Regions from separate parts of the Sus scrofa genome. Here region 1 is linked to region 2. The links are chromatin contacts, called in public Hi-C maps. All regions are on one chromosome and are shown on one strand. Each heading gives the region's core, a stretch centred on a gene start, on an enhancer-like site or on the middle of the called end of the contact. The rest is flanking DNA. Distances are from core to core; before and after follow the strand shown. Region 1 holds the start of GIPC1 (PDZ domain-containing protein GIPC1). Region 2 holds the start of ADGRL1 (adhesion G protein-coupled receptor L1).

Region 1 (6,702 bases), core at 2,934-5,433, 220 kb after region 2:
AAAAAAACAAAAAGCCAACCCACATCCCTCCCCTGGTTCCCGTCCCACCCCTATCCCCCATACATCTTAGCAGAATGCTAAAAACATAAACTCAAAAACCCAAAACCTGGATTCTCAAAGTTCCCCATGTGGCTCCACAGGTCAAGAACCCAACTAGTATCCATGATGATGTGGATTCAATCCCTGTCCTCGATCAGTGGGTTAATGATCCAGCATTGCTGCAAGCTGCAGTACAGCTTGCAGATGAGGCTCAAATCTGGTACTGCTGTGGCTATAGTGTGACTCTGATTTGACCCCTAGCCTGGGAACTTCCATATGCTGCATGTTTAGCCCAAAAAAGAAGAGGAAAAAAAAAGCCTGGATTCTCTACTTACTAGCTATGTGACTTTGGACAAATGTCTTAACCTCTCTGAGTTCTAAGGAAATCATGCACATGTTTGGAACAGCTCCTAGCAGACAATAAGGGTTCCATAAATGCTGGTGATTATTACTATTCTTTCCATTTGTATCATCTTTCAGTCAGTTGCCAAGATTCAAACTTCCTCCTTTTCCCAGGAGGGGGTAATAATGGTGGTGAGGAGAGTGGGTGATGAATGAATCTGTCTTCCAGGCCAGAGTGAGTCTGGGCTCAAATCCCACCCCTGTCACTTACCAGCTGAGTGGCTGTGGGGAAGTCACTTCACTTGATGGGGCCTCAGTTTCCTCATCTGAAAAATGGGCAGAATTTCTCTCTCTCACAGTACTTATGAGAAGCCAAAGAGATAATGCAAGTAACTCAATTAGCACTTTGCCTGACATTCAATTTAAAAAAGTTGTTATTGTTGTTGTCATTATTACTGCCTCTTCTCTTGTGCTGCCCAGGAACATCCCAGTCCTTTTTGCTTGCTAAGGCCCACTCCAGGCCACCTCGTTCAGGCAGCCTCCCCAGCTTGCCCCAGCCCACTGGATCCACCCCTGAGGTCCAGACAACTCAGGCCCATGAACTTAATTACATGTTGCCCTGGCAGAACTCTTGTCTTTCAATCTTAGGCTGTTATTTAACTTCATGTCTCTATTTTAAAACATAAACCAGATTGCGTCACTCCCCAGCCTCAAATCTTACGTTTCCTACCTGATGGATGGAAAGCTCTATTCTCCTTCATGTGACCCACAGACCCTGCAGAATCACCACTTTGGGTCTCCTCCTGCCCCAGTCACACTACCACACTATTCCAAGCTTGGTCCAGCCTTGGAGCCTTTGCCCCAGCTGTGCAGCCCCTGCCCCCCACGCACACCTGATCTTTACAAGGCTGGCTTCTTTTTGTCATCCAGACGTCAGCTCAAAAGTTGCCTCCTCCAAGAGCCCCCCCTTTGCCTACAGATTCTACCATGCCACTCCCTTGTATTTTATTCAAAGCACTTATTACCCTCTGCAAGTATCTTCTTGTTAAACTGTTTGTTGCCTGTTTTCCCCCCTTTCGAATGGCAACTCCCCATAAGCATGGATTTTTGTCTTGTTCACTATTATATCCTCTGTGCCAGGAACAGTACTTGGCACATAGTAGGTGCTCAATAAATATGTGTAGAATGAATGAATGTGTCTTAAACCCTTCATTCTGATTTCTCTGGAGCCCCTCTATCCCCAGAACATGCCCACTGTAGAGTTGCTAGCTGCCACCTCCTCACCATGTTCCTAGTCTCCCCTCAAACCTTAACACAGGGACAGAGGAAAAGGAGTTTAAGCCCAGGGCATTGAGCACATTCGCTGGAATCCCAGCATCCCCACCCTCTTTTCTCTGGGAAGGGCATGAAACTCAACAAGCCATAGTTATACAGAGTTGCAGTGAGGGGAGCAGGAAGTGGGGAAGGGGGTTCCTGGGAGCTCATACAAGCTGTAGGGGGTGGTGGGGAAACACCACACCCAGGCTCCCCTTTTCAGCAGGGTATTGCTTGGGAGAGGAAGCCGGGAGGCCTCTGATTCAGTCTTGAAAAACCGGCTCCTGGGTGTTTCCGGGGAGAACGCCTACTGTCCTGGGCCCAGGCTTCCCAGGAGGGCCTAGCAGGCACAGGACCCCACCGTGCTGCCTCCCCCACCCCCATCTACCTCTCCTTCAGATGTCACTTTCTTCTCAAGACCCTGATATTTTGTCCTTGCCTTTTCCAGTTTAGGGGAGAAGGGACATGAGGGCAGCTTCCTGTTTGAGCAGCTGGTGAAAGCAAAGACCAGCGGGTGTGGCCCAGATGGCATGTCTGGTTGGAGGGGGTAGAGTGGGAGGAGCTGGTCAGAAACACCTGAGCCTTGGAACCACTGGGCATCTAGTCTAGTGGTTGAGACTCCTGTTCTGGACTCTAAGGCATGGGTTTGAGTCCCAGATTTGCCACTCACTAGCTGTGTGATCTTGGGCAAGTCACTCTAGCTCTCTGGGTCTACCGCTTCAGCTCCGAAAGAAGCAACAGCACCTTCCATGAGGTGTTTAGATTCAATGGTAAATATGGCATGGTAAATAGCTGACACGGAAGTGCTCAATAAATGCTAGCCGGGTTATTTATTTTCATTATTTTTATCGGGACCTCGGTCCTCCCCAAGCCTCCTTAGGCCCAGGAAGATTGAGAAAGGCCAGCTGTGGAGAGTTGCCCAGGCAGGGCTCAGAAATACCGATCCCGCTCCTGTCCCCTCTGGGACGGGAACTGTCCAGAGTGCAGGGAGGTGGGATGCGGCTGGAGAGCCCATCCCGGCGGCGGGAGGCATTTACTCCTTCCTCCGGCAGGAAGGCAGGCGGCCCGCTGGGGAGGGGCCTCCGGCACCCCCTGGCTTAGTCTAGACCTCCAGCCTCGTTCCATAGGGCCGGCCCTACCTCGTAGGACCTGCCAGATCCCCGTGGATCTGCGATCCCACGGATCCGCGCTAGGGTCCCTCGAGCCGCCGCGATGCGCACCGCCCGCAGGGGACACTCACCTGCATTGCCGCCTCCCAGCGCGCGCCCTGCTTGGCCCTCGGCAAACTCTGGCCCGGGCCTCTCCAGCAGCACAGCCAGGGGGCGGGGCCTGTGCCCGCGTCCGGCCAATCAGGAGCGGCCGCTCGGCGTTCGCGGCCAATCGGCTCCACGCCCCCCGCTCCGGGTGGAACCGAAGGAAACATTCCAGAGGGATCCCTGAGCCTCGCCCGGCTCTTCACGACACCTCCCCCGCGCCACGGAGCATTGGATCTTCCCGCCCCTCCTAAGCCGCGGCGGGCTGTACCACCGCAAGGCTGCGGAGGGGGGAGCTGCGGCTGGGCCCCGGCCAATCTCAGAGAAGGAAGGAGGCCAGTGGCCAATGGAAAGCTGGGACTCCTGGACCACGTGCTGTTCGCTGAGTGTCCGGGTGGGGTGCTGTGGCTGGTAAGAAGCTGGGGGCTAGTCTTGGGAGTCAGGAGACCGAGACTGAGTTTCGCAGAGAGGATGAAAACTGCCGAAGTCCAGAAAACGGACCCGCTAGGAAATCCGGGAGGGAGCCAAGGGCAGCTTCAGATCCAGTCCTCCGCCCGGCCTGCCCCTGCCCCTGCGTGGCCATCCTCGGGGTGGATAAAAACACGCATTCATTCCGAGCGGGCAGGCGGGAGACTGAGATGAATAGGGAGGGTCCCGAGTGTCCCTGCATCTTGGATGGACAATGGACAAGGGCATTCATTCATTCATCCACTTATCAAATATTTAATGTGCCCCTGGTCCGTGCCAGTCTCTGTCCTATCTCTACAGACACACTGATGAGTAAGCTGAAAGAATGTGCTCCTGGTAGAAGGAACAGCGCGTGCAAAGACTTAGAGGGCGGACAGAAAGATACAGCACGCTTTAGGAGAGTACAGTACTGTAGGAGCTAGCAAAGCAGGGTGAAAGGGCAAGATGCCCTGTTCGCTCGTTGGTTGACCAGCGAATATTTATTGAGCACATACTATGTGCTGGATTACAAAGGGATACCCAGCCAACCCAAGCCTCTGTCCTCAGTTTCTTACATCTGACTGTTCTCCGCCTCCCTACCCCCACCTCCAGCCCCAGACTGGCACAGAGCAGGGTCTCCGTACATATGTGTAGGTAAAAGAACTGGGTAATCTCACCATCTCCAGGTTTGGCTTGTAACCAGGATTTCTCAGGCAGGAGCAGGTCCAAGAAACAAAGATACCAACACAACTTGCCCAGGCCAGGAAGCTCAGTTCCCAGGACAGGTGAGATTCCCTTGTTCCAGGAACAAGCCAGCCACTCAGGCAGCTGGGGCTGGACCGTAGTTCACTGTGTGTTCTGGGAATTGTAGTTCTTGGAGACCTAACTTCTCAACCCTCATTGAACGATTGGCTCTTTGCAGTTCCCTGGATGAGATGCTGAGCGTTCCAGCCCTGCTAGGGCCTGCAGAAGGACAAAGTAAAAAGGGAGCTTGAGCCCTGGACTTAGCTGCTGAGGTCTGCCCAGGCAGCCCCACCCAGCTGGCAAATACCGAGACTGCAGAGGCAACAGGGACAGCTAATGTCCTTCTCTTCCTGTTCTGCTGACCTCTGCCACGCCCACTGAGCGATCAGTTGCCTCTGGCTAGGCCTGTGCCCTCTCTGGGACTGTGTCCACTGCCCTGCTTATGCCTGGCATCTAAGCTGCTTCCTAAACACCTGGAGAGGACAGTATGTGGGCTGTGGGCACAGCAGAGTCCTGAGCGGAATCCACATGATTCTACCTGTTGATGAAGAAGTGCCCAGGGAGGGGTGAGGGCAGGGGCACAGAGCAACACGGGGCATCTCCTTCCTACTTTGTGGGACTTCAAAGTTTCTCCAAGGAAATAAAATTCAAAAAGCCTCCAGCCAAGATAAGAATTACCAAACCCTTATCATCCCACCTGTCTCACTGTAACTGTTACAATGTTCGTAAGGACCTCCCCACCCCAGCAACTTGGCCTACTTCTTGCTCCCTACTAGGAAAGGTATGTGGCCCACTCCTCACCTCTTCCCCTTGATCAACCTGGCCTACTCCTTCCTGCCCCCCACTAGAAAAGGTATGTAGCCCACTCCTTACCCCACCCCTTTAGGGGCAACATATGGCCCCAAACTACCAGCAGGTGTATCCAAAGACCCTGTCTTTCCCCAACCAACCAGCAAGTGTATCAGAAGACCTCATTCTTCTCCAACCAATCACTAGGTCCTCAGGTGTATGGCAAGACCGCTTCTTTGTCTTTGGGCTATAAAAACAGACACAACCATGCCCCCAGGGTCTGCTCTCCCTGAATATCAGGAAGTCGACCTGATGTGTTAACAGTGTCTCTTGCTTCAATATACTTGTCTTTTCTACACCTTGCTTTAAATTTAGAAAATTACTTTTCCACCCACGTGCAGAGACCACAACATACTTGATTTTATAGCTCAAGAAGCTAGGAGGCTCAGTGGGTGAGGAGGTCAGATTTGAGTGCTACCTCTGCCCCTTTTAGGGGGTGGGGGTGGGGAAATAATTCTGGAATGCCAACTAAGACATGAAAAAGCAAATGCTGTGTTTGAAAAAAATCACCATTTTGCAACAAACAGAGGAATGATTGATTCAGGCAATGCTTGTCGATGGAGAAGTGGGTATTCAGTCTCAAAGGACCAGCCCACAGATTACTTGTTAATTTCAGTGGCAAAAAGGTACCTTGGAAAAACACAGTGGAGAAACCTGAGAGTCACCACCTTAAGGAGTGATCAAAGTTAACATCATTGCTGATGAAACTCACTATGTCCAGTGCTGCGGTGTATTACTGAGGACACAAGATCACCTTCGAAGAACTTGGTCCTGCCCAAGGTGTTTAACCTGAATCTAATCACCAGAAAAAAACCAGACATATCCTGATTGAGGGACATTCTTTAAAAACAAAACCAAGGAGTTCCCGTCGTGGCGCAGTGGTTAACAAATCCGACTGGGAACCATGAGGTTGTGGGTTCGGTCCCTGCCCTTGCTCAGTGGGTTAATGATCCGGCGTTGCCCTGAGCTGTGGTGTAGGTTGCAGACGCGGCTCGGATCCCGCGTTGCTGTGCCTCTGGCGTAGGCCGGTGGCTACAGCTCTGATTCAACCCCTAGCCTGGGAACCTCCATATATCTCGGGAGCGGCCCAAGAAATAGCAACAACAACAACAACAAAACAACAACAACAAAAGGACAAAAAGTCAAAAAACAAACAAACAAAAAAAAAACAAAACCAAGATCAAACAGATCTATGTCATGGAAAGGCAAAATCAATCCATTAATCCAACAGGATTGGCAACATCTCTGCAGCACCAGGATGAAGTTTCGATACCCAGTCTGGCACAGTGAGTTAAATGATCCATCGTTGCCATAGCTGTATCATCGATGGTGGCTGCGGCTCAGATCTGATCCTTGGTCCAGGAACTCCATACACCTTGGGGCAGCCCAATGTGTGATTCTTGATTGGATTCTTGATAAAAATTTCAAAAAAAAAAAGGTTAAAAGAAAAAAGGTAAAACAGCTATGAAGGATATTCTTGGGAAAATGGAGGATAGTTAAATGTCGACTGAATGTTAGATAATTATATCTATGTTAAATTTCCTGAGTGTGACTGTTGTTACTAGGTTTAAATAAAAGAATGTTCTTTATGGAGTTCCCACTGTAGTGCAGCGAAACAGAATGTGACTAGGAACCATGAAGTTTCAGGTTCGATTCCTCGCCTTGCTCAGTGGGTAAAGGATTTGGCGTTGCTGTGAGCTGTGGTGTGGGTCGC
Region 2 (7,048 bases), core at 3,603-6,102:
CTTTTGCTTGGCTAGTTCCCTAGAGCTGGGACAGAGCACTGAAATAAGGGTGAGGGTCCCACTCTGTGAGAGTGAGACTGGGTCAGCGTCCCCCTGGAAGAGGGGCTTCTCAAATCCTCATCCTTGAGTTCCTACCCCCAGGAAGGGCAGAGGACCCCCCACGTTACCCTCCAGGCTCTAATCTCTACATGCACACAACCCTGCAGGGGAGCCACCTGCCTGAGAACACAGCCTGACACACCGGAGCACCAATGAGCCACCTCAGGGAGTGTCCCCACAGGTGTGTGCATGGGACAGGGGCAAAGCTGGCCTGGCCCGGCCCCTGATGGGTAGCTCTCAATCCCCCAAGGGGACTGGATGGGTGAGGAGTCCCTAGGGTCTCCAGTCTTTTGAGAGGCCCCATTCCCATTCACTCAGTTAAGAGCTCTGTCTCTCTCTTTTTTAAATGGCCGTACCCACTGCATATGGAAGTTCCTGGGCTGGGAGTTGAACTGGAGCTGCAGCCACCAGCCTACACCACAGCCACAGCAATGCCAGGTCCTTAACCCACTGGGCAGGGCCAGGGATTGAACCTGGATACTAGTCAGGTTCCTTTCTGCTGAACCACAATGGGAACTCCCTGCTAAGAGCTCCTGAACACCTACGGTGGGCCAGGCACACGTCTAGGCACCTGGCACCCAAAAGCAAACCAAGGAACAAATTCCCTGAGCACAAGTGTCGGGGAGACAGACGATAAACAAACAGGCACAATAAATCAGGAAATTACGGAGTGTGCAAAAAGCCATCCACACTCTGGAAAGTCAGGAGGTGGGTGGGAGGCTGCAATTTTAAAACAGGCTACATGGGGTAAAGGTTACTGAGGAGGTGACATGTGAGGCGGGCGAGGGAGCCAATGCTTGGCAGCTGGCTAGGGGAGGGTCCTGGGGGAAGGAGCAAGGGTCCCAGGAATTGCGTTTAGCATGCTAGAGGGGCAGCGGGGACAGTGGAGTTGAGGGCGAAGAGGTGTCTAGACCCCAGGACCCCCATGCCTGGGAAAGCTATCGTGCCTAGATGCAGGGGCTGCTGCCTTTTGAGTCAGGGGCTCTCCCTCCCCAGCTGGGAATTGAGCCACGCTGGGTCAGGAGACACAAGTCTCCTCCCCAGCTGCTATGAGAGGAGCCCCTTGAGTGAAACTGCCTGTGTCACTAGATTGTGAGCTGCCTGAGGACAGGACCGGAGCACTGTCTCCCCGCCAATGTCCCCAGCCTGGCACCTTGTGAAAAAGACAGTTGGCAAATATTTGCAGACCTCATGAAGGGGTGAACACAGCCTTGCTCTAAAGAGCCCCATATACACACATCAGGCACACACCAGAAGGTGCACACAAGATGCAGACAGTGGCTCAAACGTGGACATACACGCGTGTGCACGCCAGCCCCTCTACAAAACTCACAAGAGACACTTAGGCACCTAGGATCAGCCTGTTGGACAAGTGGCTAATCCAGATCACTATCCAAATCACACATACCTGGTAGGTACAAACGGGTGCAGGCAGATGTGTAACTGGATTCTAGGGGTCGTGGGACCCACTCCCAGGCTTCTGTTCAGTAGCTGCCCTCCCGCCTTGGACCCCGCTTCCACTTTCATCACGGTGGCCAGTGGTCGGGTCCAGTTTCAGACCCAGGGAACCCCCATCTCAGGAGCCACCCTCCCCCGCCCCCCGCCTCGCCATCTCCCTGGAGGGTCTGGAGGAGGAAAATGTCTGGCGTCTGGAAATTGAATCCTCGAGAGGAGCCCACACAGAAACCAGAGCCTTCTGTGTGTCCTTTGCCACACGTCTGGCTGGAGAGGTATGAGGCGGCAGAGACTGCGAACTTCAGGTCCTCAATGGCCAGCTGGTGGGGACGGCGGGGATCCCACTCCTCCTGTTCTCCATCAGGGGAACCCATTGGGGGGAGGGGGGCAAGCAGCACTGCCTCTTGGGATCAGCACCTGCCTCCCTGCCCCCAGATGCTCAGGCTGGACTGAAGCACCACACTCTCTCCTGCCAGCCTGGGTGCCCAGGGAGGATGCAAATGCCAGGCGCAGGCACCAGGCAGCCCCTCACAGACAGGTGGAGTCCTGGCCAGGACCAGACCGCTTGATGCAAACAGACCCCCCAGGGGCCAAGGCACCTGCTGCCCCCTCCCCCCAGGATAAGGGGCTCCCCAGGGCAAGCTGGGAATAGAAACCAGGCTTGGAGTCTCCTGTCTTCCACCTCCTCCCTGCAGGCTCTGTGGCCCAGGTGTGCAGGTCCCTAGCTCCCTGCCCTCCCCCCACCCTGATCTCCACGCCCAAGGGCAGGCATGGTGATCAGCACGGGACAATCCTGCCTTGGGCCAGCCCCCCATGAGTGGGATTTGGGATGGGCACCCCAGGTAGTGAGGAGGGCCTGGCAGGGCATTAGAAAGCAGGAGTGGCAGGCATGCGGTGAGCTGAGGCCCTGAGGGAGGTCACTGAGGGAGAGGAGAAAGAAGGTGGCAATGCCAGCAGGAGGACAGGGCACTCACATGTGAGTACACACGTATGTGGCTCAGTGCATGGGGGCCACTGCTGCCAGCCAGGGATCGAATTAGTTCCCTTTTCCGCTTTCCAGATGATTTTTCATCTCTGTAATTAATGGGCAAGTCAGTTCTGAACAGCATGGCAGGCAAATTACTAGTTAGGAAAATCATGGATAATTTTCTCGATATGATAATGAAGGTTGTATTCCTTCTCTTATTCTCCCTGTTTTCATCCTACTTTTAAGTAATAAATTCAGCATTAGCGGGAGGGGAGGGGGGAGGAAGGAGAAGTCACCTGCCCCCACAGCTGAGGCCCGACCCAGGCCCACCAGGAGTCCTCAGTCTATGGCCGGCTGGCAGATGGAGGGGATGAGAGACTGTGGGGGCCCCCTGACACCCTTGATGATGGACGCAGGGAGTCAGGCCTGGAGCCCCCAGGCTGTTAGCCGGGGTAAAGAAGTTGGGTCTGGGGTCAGGTTACAGGCTTAGCCAGCCCTTGGGTGCTGGAGACGGGAGCAGAGATCAACTGGCTTCTTCCCAAGCAGCTTTGAGGTCAACGGCCCAGGCTAGATATCTACCCTCAAGTGTTCCCCACACCTGCCCCTACATTGTCCTACCCACCCCTCTCCTTGGAGACTCCTGTGGCAACCAAGAGAACAGGGCAAGCCGAGAGAGGGAGAGAGAGAAAGAGAGAGGTGGAGAGGCAACCAGCCATCTTGGCAGCCATTTTGAACCCCTCCCCCTGCTCCCCCCAGACACACCACATGTTTGGATGTGAGCAGAGGAACCCAGGCCCTGGGTCCTGCAGAAGCCAGGAAGAAAGGGGGCCCTATCTCATAGACTAGGATGGAGGAACACCCACACAGCTGCCATGACTGGGGGGAGGGACAAGGAGGAGTGGAGCAGGAAGGTACAGCGAGGTCCTAGGCAGGCAGGGGTGCGCCTGCGTGCTGACTGAGACTGGAAGGCCAGGGACAGCGATGTGTGCAGGCTGGAGGCTGTCTTCACATGGGTGCCCCAGGTGCCCTGGAGCAATGCCTGTGGGGGCCACTTTTTGGTCATGGCTGGAGCACACACAGTGCTGCCCACCCTCGTCTGGCACAGGCTCTGTCCCAGGACCCTCACATGGAAGGATGACAATTGAAACCCCATAGCGCTACCCAATAAACACCTGAGAAAGAGAGAGAGAGAGCTGGCCCTCAAAACCTGAATCCGGGTAGATCAAACCCAACAGCTTCCCACACTTAGTCCGGTACCGCGGAGAGAAAGATGCTCGCGGTGACTGCAGCCGGCCAGACACCCAGACAGACCCCTTCCCATCCCTCGCGCCTCTGCCTCCCAGAGAAAAACAACCCCCGGCCCGACATCCTGCGGGGCCAGCCCCCGACACGGCTCCTCCGGGGGCCGGGGCCCGCGCGCCGCGCGCACACGCACCCTCTCCGCTCACACCCAGACACCTACACAAACAGGGCGCCAAGCACCCGCGCGCACACGCACCGGGGACACGCAGGCACCGCCGCGCCGCTTCCCCACAAAGGCTGGAGCGCGCGCGGGCACACGCAGCCACGCGCGGGCACATTCGCGGTCCCTTCCCCCCACCGAGCACCCCGCGGCAGCCCATCCGCACCCCTGACGCTCCGTGGGGGCCGCCCCTCCGGTTCCCCTCGCCGGTGGGGATGAGGTGCAGGCCGCCCCCGATTCCCCTCGCGCTCAGGTGCCCTGACCCGCGGCTCCAGCATCCCCTCCCCCTTCGCGGCCCGGACAGGCCCCGGCTCCCATCCTCCCCACCTCGGCCCGCACACCTGGCCCAGGTACAGCGTCCCCCTCGCCCTGGGCCCGCAGACACTCACCTGTCCAGCGCCGCTCCGGGGTCGGCCCTGCGCGTCTCTCCTGCGGCTCCGCGAACCAATGCCTCCCGCCCGGCACATCTCCCGGAACCGGGGCGGGGGGGGGAAACGAACGAGGGGCGGCGGGGTACCGCCGCCACCAACCAAAAATTTAAAAAAAAAAAAAAAAAAAAGCAAAGCTGATTACACAGCTCCAAAGGCGGCCCCCTCGCGGCGGCGAAGACTCGGGGCTGGGGGTGAGTGGGTCCGCGCCCCTCCGGGGGAGGGAGGTGGCGGAGGCGGCAGGGCGGGGGCGGTGTCAGAGCTCTGGGGGCTGGGGCGAGGCGGAGCCCCCCAAGGCGGCGCCAGCAGCGGCCCGCATCTCCCCCGCAGCTCCGCGGCCCCGACGGAGTAGGCACGTGTGTGCCCAGGCGACTTCCCACCCCCCTCCGACGGCGGCAGCCGAGGGGTTAACGGGGCAGCTGAGGTGCGCCTGCAGCCCCCCGCCGCCCAGCGGCGCCGCTCCGGGGCCCGCGCGGCCCCATCCGCCGGGGCCTCCTCGGCAGACGGCGGGGCGGGGGCGCCGCAGCGCCGACAGCTCCCGCGCCGACGGCTCGGGCTCCCCGCAGTGGCCGCGGGGGGCTCGGGTAGGGGGCGGACGGCGCGGAGCTGGGGGGGCGCGGCTGTAGGCGGGCGCGGCGGCGTCGCGCCCCCGGGGTGGCCGGAGGGGGGGCGCCGGGCCGGGCCCGTGGGCACCGCAGGACGCACGGACCAAGCCGGCGCCGGGCACCAGCAATGACAAGCCGCCTGTTCGCCCCTCTCCCCGGCGCACCCGCTCCGGGAGGGGGGGCGTCGGGCGCGCACAAAACCCGGCCCGGAGTCGTCGCCCGGGACGGGCCACCGCAACCTGCCCGAGCGCACCGGGGGCCGGCCCGAAAACCCGGGATGGATTTTCCTCCCCTTGGCCCCCTCTAACCCCTCCGGAAAATCGGGGAAAGGGAAGGCGACGAGCTGAATCCCGGCGTTGGAACGGGAAGTGGGGGGAGGGGAGACGGGCACAAGGAAGACCCGGAGCGGATTTTGCCAGTAGTGAAGTAAGGGAAAAGCGCCGAGCCCGGTGAAGGGAGAAATTGGAGAGAACTGTAAGGGGTATGCAAAACCCGGGTTGGATTACACAGCAATGGGAGGAAAGGAGGGAGCTGCGACAGGGCCAAATGCACCCGGGGCACGCAAATTTCGGGCCGGATTCTTCCTCGGGAGACGGAGTAATGCGTCATGCCTAATGCAGTGGGAACAAACAAGACCTGGCCTAGAGTTCCCAGACATGGGCTCTCAGGGGGCTCCGGGAGGGGGCTGCTAAGTGGCTGAGGCGGCGTGGGCTGCCCCTGTCTTCCTGGCAGCGACGTGCAGGAAGGAGGGGCAAAAGGAGAGCTGGACTCTGGCACGAAGGGATCTGGAGCGCCGGCTGCACCGAAGCGGGCAGGTAAAACCGGCTTGAGGATCCAGGGATGATGCGAAAGGAATGAGACGGGAAGGCCGCTACCCTGGGAGACCAGACCTACAATAAAAGGCGAGGGAGGACCGCAAAGCCAGGACTGGAATCTGAGGGATGGGACAAGACCCCAGCAGAGGATCCCTGGCAACTGGACAGGGGCTTGGAGCTGACCAGGCAGGAGGAGCGGAGAGAGGGGTGTTAGGGGGAGGTTAGTATCTATAAACGCCTCAAACGTCTCACTTTGGGAGGGGGGCAGGGGAAGAGAGAAAAAAAAAAAATTGAATTTTAGGTTATCGGCAAGAGCAAAACCTCGGCGCGGATTTCTACAGCTTAGCAACCACACTGCAGCTGGTGGACTTGAAGAAGTAGGGCAAGGAACCAGCGGGTTCCTAGGCATCTGGCAGAGTGAGGCGAGGGGCAGGTTTCAGGCAGAGGCTACAGAAGGGAGCCCCGCACCCCCTCTCCGGGTTAGGGAAGGCAGCCCAACCTGGCTTGGATCCCCGGAGCCAGAGCTGTGACTGCCAAGACCCACAGTGGGGGCTATAAAACCGGGACCCAGGCCAAACATAGGCACTAAGGCAGAATAGACAGTTTAGTGCAGGGTGGGGGCTGAGGAAAAATTGGAGGTGGGGGGCACACAAGAATCTGGGAATGGGGGGCAGTTACAGGAAGGTCCTGAGAGGTAAGATCCGGTGAGGATCTTGGGAGATGGGACCTGAAAGTCTGGCATTTTATGAAAGATGGGTGCGACGCTAAGATGGATGGCTGGGGAGGAGCAAATCCCTGGCTTGGATCCTCAGGGAAGGGAGTCCATCCAAGGGAGGCCTAAATAGTAAATTGTCCAGCTCCTACAAAGTCTGGGCTGAATCTTGGCAGACACAGAGCAGGCAATAGTGGGACAGTCCAGCTCTGGATTATAGAGGAAAGGGATGGGCTGGGGATGGGGAGAGGGGCAAACCTTGGTCTCTGTCTCCAGGGAAGAGAATGCATTGGCAACCCAGCTAGGCTCTGCAGAATGGGTGAGGAATTGGGAAAGCATGTGGAAGTAGCAGGGGGAGGGGGAGGGATGGTAAATACACAAAACTTGGGGCAGACTCGGATGGGAACCAGGAATATCTAAGACTAAACTGAATATCTGCAAGTGGATTAACCTGTCCTCTAAGAATCCTTTCCCCAAAGTCTGTCCCGGTGGCTGAACTTAGGGA

The links. A called contact is a pair of places that touch in the nucleus more often than the background predicts.
Region 1: a contact with region 2 is called in a Hi-C map of liver, with 2.5 times the contacts expected there. The contact joins the promoter of GIPC1 here to the promoter of ADGRL1 in region 2. A contact is called at or near these places in 2 of 5 promoter capture datasets (fetal liver and liver), 19 of 47 Hi-C or Micro-C datasets (alveolar macrophages, blood, embryonic fibroblasts and 9 more) and 2 of 2 datasets of contacts at active chromatin or transcription factors (alveolar macrophages and skeletal muscle).

What each region holds. Positions count from the first base shown.
Region 1 is chr2:64,777,928-64,784,629 of Sscrofa11.1, reverse strand. GIPC1 (PDZ domain-containing protein GIPC1) reads right to left here and starts at 4,183. Exons shown (of 9, transcript XM_021083696.1): 1 at 4,073-4,183; 2 at 653-707.
Region 2 is chr2:64,994,963-65,002,010 of Sscrofa11.1, reverse strand. ADGRL1 (adhesion G protein-coupled receptor L1) reads right to left here and starts at 4,852. Exons shown (of 24, transcript XM_021083697.1): 1 at 4,373-4,852.